Linked DNA regions of Zea mays: all the other regions are linked to region 3. The links are chromatin contacts, called in public Hi-C maps. All regions are on one chromosome and are shown on one strand. Each heading gives the region's core, a stretch centred on a gene start, on an enhancer-like site or on the middle of the called end of the contact. The rest is flanking DNA. Distances are from core to core; before and after follow the strand shown.

Region 1 (2,700 bases), core at 14-2,513, 140 kb before region 3:
CGTGGGTGGTGGGCCTACGATTCAATGGTCTCCCACACTTACCTAAAGTATCGTACAGTGGGACACAGACTAGACTATAGCCATTGCAAGCCTGCAGAAATCATTTGTGGATTAACACAGTTTATCCAGAAAAAGATCTGACGGGGAGAGTTAAAAGCTTAAAATTCATACAAGTCACGGCTGGCAGTTTACCTGCATTGCCACTATCCACTGAGGACAGTTCGCTCCGTAGATCCCCACCCGGGAACCCTGGTACAGTACAGTACGAGAGCCAAACAAAGAAGCATCAGTTCGGTCTGATCCATCGCTGAAATGTTCTAGGACCTCTACGAAATACGAAGACGCGAGACCAGTTTATGCTCTTACTGGCTGCACTCCCAGCTTCTGCAACGCAGAGCCTGCTTGCAGCACCTCGTCGTAGATCTCCTTGTATGATTTCCACAAGTAGGGCCCTGGCTAGAAGGCGGAAACGTAGCGGTTTTTACCAGCCATACAGATGGAAATTGTAAAGCTAAGGAAGACCTGAACTGATGTAGAACACTACTCATGGTGCTGTCGTTTAACCCAAGTTTGCATACCACTCCATCTTTGAACGGACGCCATCCGAGCATCCGGTTGTCGGCATACTTGACTGCTGCTACCCTGCACAAGTGCATATAATATAAAATTATAAACACACCAACCATCACCAAGATTTTTCTGAGCACTGTATAGATAATCTACGTGTGTCTGATATTTTACAGATTCTGTAACTGAAAAATCCAAAGAGCAATAAAGAAAAACAGAGAGAGTAGCTAGACGTGCGAGCGAGTTCTTGGCTGTTGTTTCAGCCAGCCGCCGTGCGTGTCTTACTGTTACCTGAACACGTCCCATGATGTCTTCATGTCAGGCTCAAGCTGCGGGAACCCATCCTTGGCCAGAACGCTCCGGAACACCGGTCCGACCGCCAGCCGGCCGTCCTTCCCGGGCTTCCCGTCCTCCACTTTGATCGTGAAGGTGTTCTTCGGATTCGCCTCCATCTCTGATCAGCGTGGCTCCGGAGGCCCTGAACGTCCAGAACTGGAAAGGTTAGCTCGTCTTTGGTTCACTTCAGTTGCTCCATTGGTTGTAGCATATAAAGCCCCAAGCAAGAGGATCAATTTGAGCTACAGCTATTCGTACAGAGAGAGGGAGAGAGAGAGATAGAGAGAGAGAGAGAGATTACAGAGAAGGGAAGATGGAGGAGGCAGAGCTCTTGAGTCGAGTTGAGAATGAGCTCGCTCCGACGCCCTGGCGATGGGAGGGAGAAGAGAGGCCTCTTCCTTCCCTATATATGCGGTATGCCGAGGGCAAGGGTGCCATGGCGAAGAGAGGTTGTGTGCGGATGGAGGAGAAGTGTTGGCGGGGGCCCGGGCCCCACGCTAACCAACCGAGCGCCGCTGCTGAACTGGAACTTCTTAAGCCCATGTTTAGCGAGAGAGAGAGAGAGACTTCCAAGGATTAAGCTTAATTTGTGTGTGCGCTGAGCGCGTGAAGAATCGGCCTTTCTCACGGAGAGAGAGGTGCTACATGACGCGTCACCTCACCACGCGGGCAGAGGGAGGAAGAGGAGGAGGGTGAGGGTAGTTGGCCCGAGAATAACTGCTGCCCTGCGTCTCCCTTTCCCTTGCTACAGGATATCGGATATCGTTCGCTGCACCTTGCTGCGGCTTTTCAACTACGGCTGTCACTTATACAATATTTTATCTTTATAAATTACAGCTTCAGTAGCTACTGCTGTATTCCAGCCGAACGTGTTTCTGTTCTGCTAGCTCTCAAGGTTTACCGCCGTTGTTTGTAGATTGTTTGGGCCGTGGAATTTGGATCATACAGTGCCTGCTGGCCATGTATAGCTCTTAAGGTTTACAATATTTTAACTATTACCAAGTACCAAGAGCAACATGATTCGCTTTCTAGAATAATGCCTAATAACTAGTAATAGTAAATATATGTATATATATATAAAAAGAAGAAGCATGTATAGCCTGCCCCGGTTTCAGGGGAAACCGAAGGCGGCGAGATCAGAGCGCAGAAGCGTACAAAAATCCATTTTTTTAACAAAAAAAAAAGAGTAGCACGGACAGCATGACACGAGAGCTTTCTGAACGAGATCGAAAGTGACCCCATCCATCTTTTCTACAACAAAGGTTTTTCCAGACATGGCCGACAGAATTCTGAAACCCCAGGTTTTAATTACCGGCAGGCAAGCAGGAGGGGGGGTTCTTGCACGAAGACGATGGGTCGATGGCTGTCCAAGTCCAACAGGCTGAAGATCTGGCTGCTTCTGCTGATTGGTGCGCTCTCACAATCGACGTGCCTTTTCTGGTTGGAAGGTATGGTTACTGCATTGCATGGGCTTTTGTTGTTGGGTATTTCTGCTTTCTGTCTAGTTTGCTTGCTGCTACCTTTCTTTTTCTTATTAACGCGTGGTAGTACCGTTTGATAATCTTCATTTTTTATTGCTCTCGATCTGTATGGTTCATTTTTTTTATTTCGCGCCTTCCTATTTCATGGTCAAAGGATTTGTCACCACGACGGCCTATTAAATACTAGTGTCCTAATAAAACTTGTTTTTTTTATGTCACTATTAAGTCTGGATCAACCAATTGCCAACTTGACATGTCTACTCATTGACTGAATCGTGTTTTTTTTCTTCTTCTTCTTCTTTCAGTTAAGATTCTG
Region 2 (2,700 bases), core at 18-2,517, 230 kb after region 3:
GTTCCCTACAATAACAGGACATATGTTTTTTTTGTTTAAAATACCTGCTTTGCCTGCCCATTTCTCCCATCAATGCTGGTCACTATGATATGACCAGGCTCCGCCCCATTGCCATTGACTACAATATCTTCAACGTCCTGCATTTTTTTTCAAACAAAAACCAAACCAAATACAAAGTGAGCACTGAGCACCCACCAGAAAGCAATAATTGATGAAACATTCGGGGGAGATGAGATTACCTTGTCGTCCCTTATGCTCATACTGCCCAACTCGTTGGGAAGACGATCTGGGTCACTGCTAGAACTTGTGCCATTCTGAAATCCCAAAGAAGAGCGTGCCACGCCCACCGAGGCCATGCTGCGACAGAGCTATATAGAATTTGCAGCACAAACTGCTGTCCAAGGGGCCTCCCTAAAGGTGTGATGCACTTGATCCACCTGTAAAGAGCAAGATTACGGGAGGTGAAAAAAAAAAACACATGATCGGGATGTTAGAAATCAGCGGTTGAATGAAATGTTTGTTGAAAAGGCACATTCACTTGCAGTTGCAGGCATGTTTGTATTGCTAGATAGGCTTGGGAGACTTGACAAGGAAAGGCCAACCCCTTCCAAATCGGGAAGTCTCCTGCCCCTAGCATGATCGATTGGAAACTCTGTTGGTCCGAGAGCAATTCAGCTCTGATCATAAATGGAGAAGATTATCCTAGCAGAGTGATTAACATCTAGCAGACGTACTAGCACATAACTAAATCACGAAAAAAAAGGAGGAAGACCGTTCTCGATGCATCTCGCCAAATTCGCGCCAAAGCTGACACTTTTCCCCACCAATCCATCTCACGCGGGTGGAAAACCGACACGAGCAAGAACGGACCTTGGAAGCCAAAACTACCGCCGTTCGGGAAAAAATCACAAACAAAATCAATCCCAGAAGAGGACGCCTTTCGCGCCTGCTCGTCCCGAATCGAGCGAACCAGAGACGCCCGAAACGGCGAAAAAAAGCGCGCGCCTACCCGGCCCACCACGCCAGCGCCCCTCGATCTCACGGATCGCCAGGGCTACGGAAGACGCCGCTGCGGAATCAAACGCCCGACCGGATCCACGGAGAGGCGCACAGCGCGAGCACGGAGAGGATTACCGGATCGTGTCGGCGCCGGGTCCGCGTCGGCGTCGGCGCCGGAAAGCTTGTCCCCTCTCCCTCCTCCAACTCCGGCGCGGGGAGGGAGGATTGAAGAAGAAGAAGAGAGAGAGAGAGGGGGGGTGGTGGCGGAAATGGAGAGGGAGGAAGGAGGGACGCGACGCGACGCCGGAGAGAGAAGGAAGACACGTTAATAACGCACAAGAAAATCGCCGGACAGCAATAAATCCATTATTTTAATTGATTGGTTCATTATTTATTAATTAGAGCGGGAAAAAAGATGGAGTTTTTTTTACTGATAGATTATTATCTTGTCTGTTTGACCGTTGAAAGTTTCGTTCCAGCGGCGCCAGCGCTTCTCCATTTGTTCCGGTGTGCCTCTTTTCTTCCTTTTCCCCCCTCTCTCTTTTAATTATAATAAAGCGCTGCTAACTCGTAGTATTAGTTATTGTTAACCTGGTTTAATAAAAATTGTCTATTTTAACCACATGTAACAACTAACAAGCTGCATGGTGGAGTAGTAGGGGAGTGATACAAATATGGCCTATACAAATATATGGCCTCTTTTTAATAATTAGTGTGAACTGAATCTAGCGCAAAACCATATGTTCCGTTCCGATCTTGTAGAACAAGGTAAACGACTCACAAACTCAATGCGATGAGACGATATGCATGGATGTATTCCTAATTAAACTTCTCTGTGGGGACACATTTATTATGTTAATTTGAAGAGCAAGGAAATGATTTGGGTGGGGTCCGGCACAGGCTGTCATGGTCGGCCGGGGCCGGGGCATGGGCATGGGCAACTCTGCTGAGATCCCCTTCCACTCCTCTTCTCTTCCTGCACGCCATAGCCAGCAGCTCACCAGCTTAAAGACAACAAAAACAAAACAGTTCCATTATTAGATGCGAGTACGTACTAATGCAGAGAGGAAATTTTGTTTTTTTTAAAAAAAAAGCATTCCATTGTAGCTTAGGTAGTGTTTGGTTACTAGGGACTAATTTTTAGTCCCTCCGTTTTATTCCACTTTAGTCTATAGATTTCAAAATATGGAAACTATAACTCTATTTTAGTTTCCATATTTGACAATTTAGTGACTAAAGTGGAATAAATTGGAGGGACTAAAAATTAGTCTCTAAAACCAAACACCCCCTTAGTAATGGTAGTAGTAGCTATCAAATACTGCCTGTATATAAATATATAGACGTAGATACAGTAGCTGCCTCTAGCTTGGCCGGCCACCAGACACGCATCACTAATAATCATCATCAGAAGAAGAAGAAAAAATCTTTGAAACAGCCTTTTGGCTCTTGCTTTCCCGGCCCTTTTAATTGCGACTAGTTTAATTACTGGGCGTTGCAATCTTATACTACTAAATGTTCTTGTCTTCTCTTTCTGTTGTAAAGCAGCTATCCCTGCGAGTGCCTCTACTCATTGATGCCTGTCGATCATGGCTGTCGAGGACAAAAAAATAATAGTAAAGGTTTGGATATTGTAGTCGTCCTGCGAGCAGTTTCTCTTCATGCATGGAGCGTCTTTGCTTGTGTGTTCATAAACATTTAGTT
Region 3 (2,700 bases), core at 60-2,559:
CTCCCTGAATCTTGCTGTTTTGTTTCTGAACTGCTTGCTGATCACATCGAGCTCGAGGGATTACAATGCTGAGAGGCACGAAAACGTAGCATATATATACTTGTCACTTGTGGGTGTTATTGGTTTATTTGTTTTCACAAGAATTATGGGTAGCTAGCCATGAATATATGTGAAGATGTAAAATGTTGCTTAACATGTATGACAGGTACGGCTGCGACGTGTCTGACTGACCATCGCTCCTGAATCCACACGGTGTCGTCTTGTTGAAGGCTGCATCTACATGCATGCTCTCCGCCCATACCCCAGGTCCCACCATCCCAGAGAGAGAGAGAGAGAGAGAGAGAGAGAGAGAGAGAGAGAGAGAGATAGAGAGAGAGATAGAGAAATGGACCATGATCAGTACCTTCTTCAGCATGGGCAGTCCGTGTTGGATCCGCATGAAGACGACGACGACGATGGCGCTTGCTTCAACTCTATCTACGTCTACGTACGTGTGCATGTCATCGTATTATATGGCTTCAGAGTTTGGAGCTAGCACTCCCAGTTCGACGGGCATTATGCTATACCAGCTCGATCTTGTGAGAGAGAACGTGTAGATCTGACGACTTCTGACGCCGTGCACTTCCATTAATCACTGATTTTAATTAAGAGCATTGCACATATCTTAATCAATGTAACTTAAACATCTCTCGCTCTTCATATAAACACTACACGCATATCAAATGCCGTCTTCAGCTACTATCTTTTATATTTATATATATACAGTTACTTAAATAATCTCTCTCTTTCTCTCATGCATGCACACAGACATACATGCTCTATCTAAGGTACTTTTTGGTTCACATAATTGTAACGCGATGGATAATCGATAACGTTAAACCATTTTTGTTTAAATACAACGTACTTAGATACCACACTATAAACGGATAGCGGCCTATTCAAATTTACTCGTGTTGTCACTTGAATTGAATCATTACCGTTGTTATTTACGTTACAGTTCACAAACTGTAACCAAATAGCACCTGTAAGTGTTTTTGTTACTGCCTACTGGAGTAACGTGAATTACGAACTCAATCAAGACAAAAGGAGAGGGGGGAAAAGGACAGAGATTCTCTCTTGATGGCCACCTCATGTGACAGTGTCAGTCTAAAAGGCTTTGGGACTTGGGAGAGCCACTGCCCACTTGTCCGTTAGTTGCTAAGTTCAAAGTGGCACTCCATACCAGCGCGCAGCATCATTCAGATATCCCACCACTACTCCTTGTTTCTAGTATAAATAAATGTGCATCCAAGTCACTGATGAGGAGCAACAAGCTGGAGTAGCTAGCAACTCGAGGGATGAAGACTAGATGATGATAGGCTTTCTCCTTCTGTGCCACTCATAAAACTGCTAGCTAGCTAGCACCTTGTTGCCAAGCAATGCAAGATCTCTCTGCTGAGATCGATCTGAATACCTAAAATATCTATCCGACCGGTCATCATCTCGATCTAAAGCAGGTGATCTTCATTTCCCATGCATGCTTGTTCCTTACCAAAACTTGTTTCTTCCAATTCTTTATCATATGGTAGTGCTTTCTACCTCTATCTTTCTCATGCATATTTAACTACTCTCCACATAGCTCTCAAAGCTATTGTGTTACTGTGAGTTCTCAAGCTAGCTAGCTAGCTTCTACGTACCTAGGGAGTAGGCACTCCTGGTCCTTATTACTTTCTCCTCAATATGATCCCTTACTCCTGACATGTGTATATATCTATCTCGTTGTTTGGGAACTAGTACTTTTCTTGCCTTTCTGCAGATTTCTGATCCCAAGCTTGTTGGCTAACATGGCGAATGATGATGACCCTGTGGACGGCGAAAACCCTAGATCTTTTACCGCATCAATGTACGCAAGCCTGTTGATTAGTATCATTCGATTAAGAGTGGAGAGACGGAGCAAAGAAATACTGTTCACACTCACACATACAATAATTGCTTTGAATTTAACATCGATCTTTATTATTTGTAGGATAACAAGATGGCAAAAACATTCGACGTGGTTTCAGCGCACGGCCATCAGCTCAAAATGGCGACCTTCCTCTTCTACGCAAACAAAACTATCATCAAAGCTTCGCACACAAGCTTGCAGGGGTCACAGTATCATCCTAGCCTATGAACCGGTGTTATCCTAATTGAGCTTTTCTTTTCGTCAAAACATCCTTGACCCCTCTTCCCTAGAGGTTGGCTCTTACCTCCGTTTTTCTGGTTTCTCGTGCCAGAATTAACGTTCTTGACCTTGTAAGGCCCTCCTTCTATGTCTACATCCTCCTCGCACCTGATGTTTCTTTCTTTCTTGTTACATGCGGGATCAGTCTCATCATTGCCATGTTTGCCAGACTCCCGCGTCTACCTACTTTCTGCTCCATTCTATCCCTCCTGAGCTAGTTGTTGATCCCATGTAATAATAACCATGTTTGGTTGATATAAAAAAATGTTAGTTTTGTTTGGTGGCGTTGAAATTATTTCTAATTTATAGTAAGAGTAGTTCAGTTTGTGTTATCTCCCTATGGATGCTATGCAATGCATGGACACACATATGCAAACGTTTGTTGCTCATTTATTTTTTATTAAATGTCCTCAAGTTTTTAGGAAGAGAGACGTATCATATACTAAACAATGACCTATGAACAAATTTTAGCTAGCCACAATTGTTTTAAAGAATAG

What was found. A called contact is a pair of places that touch in the nucleus more often than the background predicts.
Region 1: a contact with region 3 is called in a Hi-C map of tassel, with 5 times the contacts expected there. The contact joins the promoter of LOC100279270 here to the promoter of LOC100381935 in region 3. A contact is called at or near these places in 7 of 25 Hi-C or Micro-C datasets (bundle sheath, ear, endosperm and 2 more).
Region 2: a contact with region 3 is called in a Hi-C map of leaf mesophyll, with 2.4 times the contacts expected there. The contact joins the promoter of LOC103641344 here to the promoter of LOC100381935 in region 3. A contact is called at or near these places in 11 of 25 Hi-C or Micro-C datasets (bundle sheath, ear, endosperm and 5 more) and 2 of 3 datasets of contacts at active chromatin or transcription factors (leaf and seedling).

Annotation. Positions count from the first base shown.
Region 1 is chr10:86,891,815-86,894,514 of Zm-B73-REFERENCE-NAM-5.0, forward strand. It overlaps LOC100279270, which reads right to left and starts at 1,264. Exons shown (of 20, transcript NM_001152291.1): 1 at 1,205-1,264; 2 at 859-1,045; 3 at 579-642; 4 at 367-456; 5 at 193-249; 6 at 43-91. The coding sequence starts at 1,019. LOC118473564 (a long non-coding RNA gene) reads left to right here and starts at 890. Exons shown (of 3, transcript XR_004853191.1): 1 at 890-1,067; 2 at 2,222-2,700.
Region 2 is chr10:87,270,876-87,273,575 of Zm-B73-REFERENCE-NAM-5.0, forward strand. It overlaps LOC103641344 (shaggy-related protein kinase alpha-like), which reads right to left and starts at 1,268. Exons shown (of 13, transcript NM_001301432.1): 1 at 1,135-1,268; 2 at 240-437; 3 at 45-137. The coding sequence starts at 356.
Region 3 is chr10:87,036,694-87,039,393 of Zm-B73-REFERENCE-NAM-5.0, forward strand. LOC100381935 reads left to right here and starts at 1,310. Exons shown (of 1, transcript NM_001174709.1): 1 at 1,310-2,534. The coding sequence starts at 1,824. The coding sequence ends at 2,168.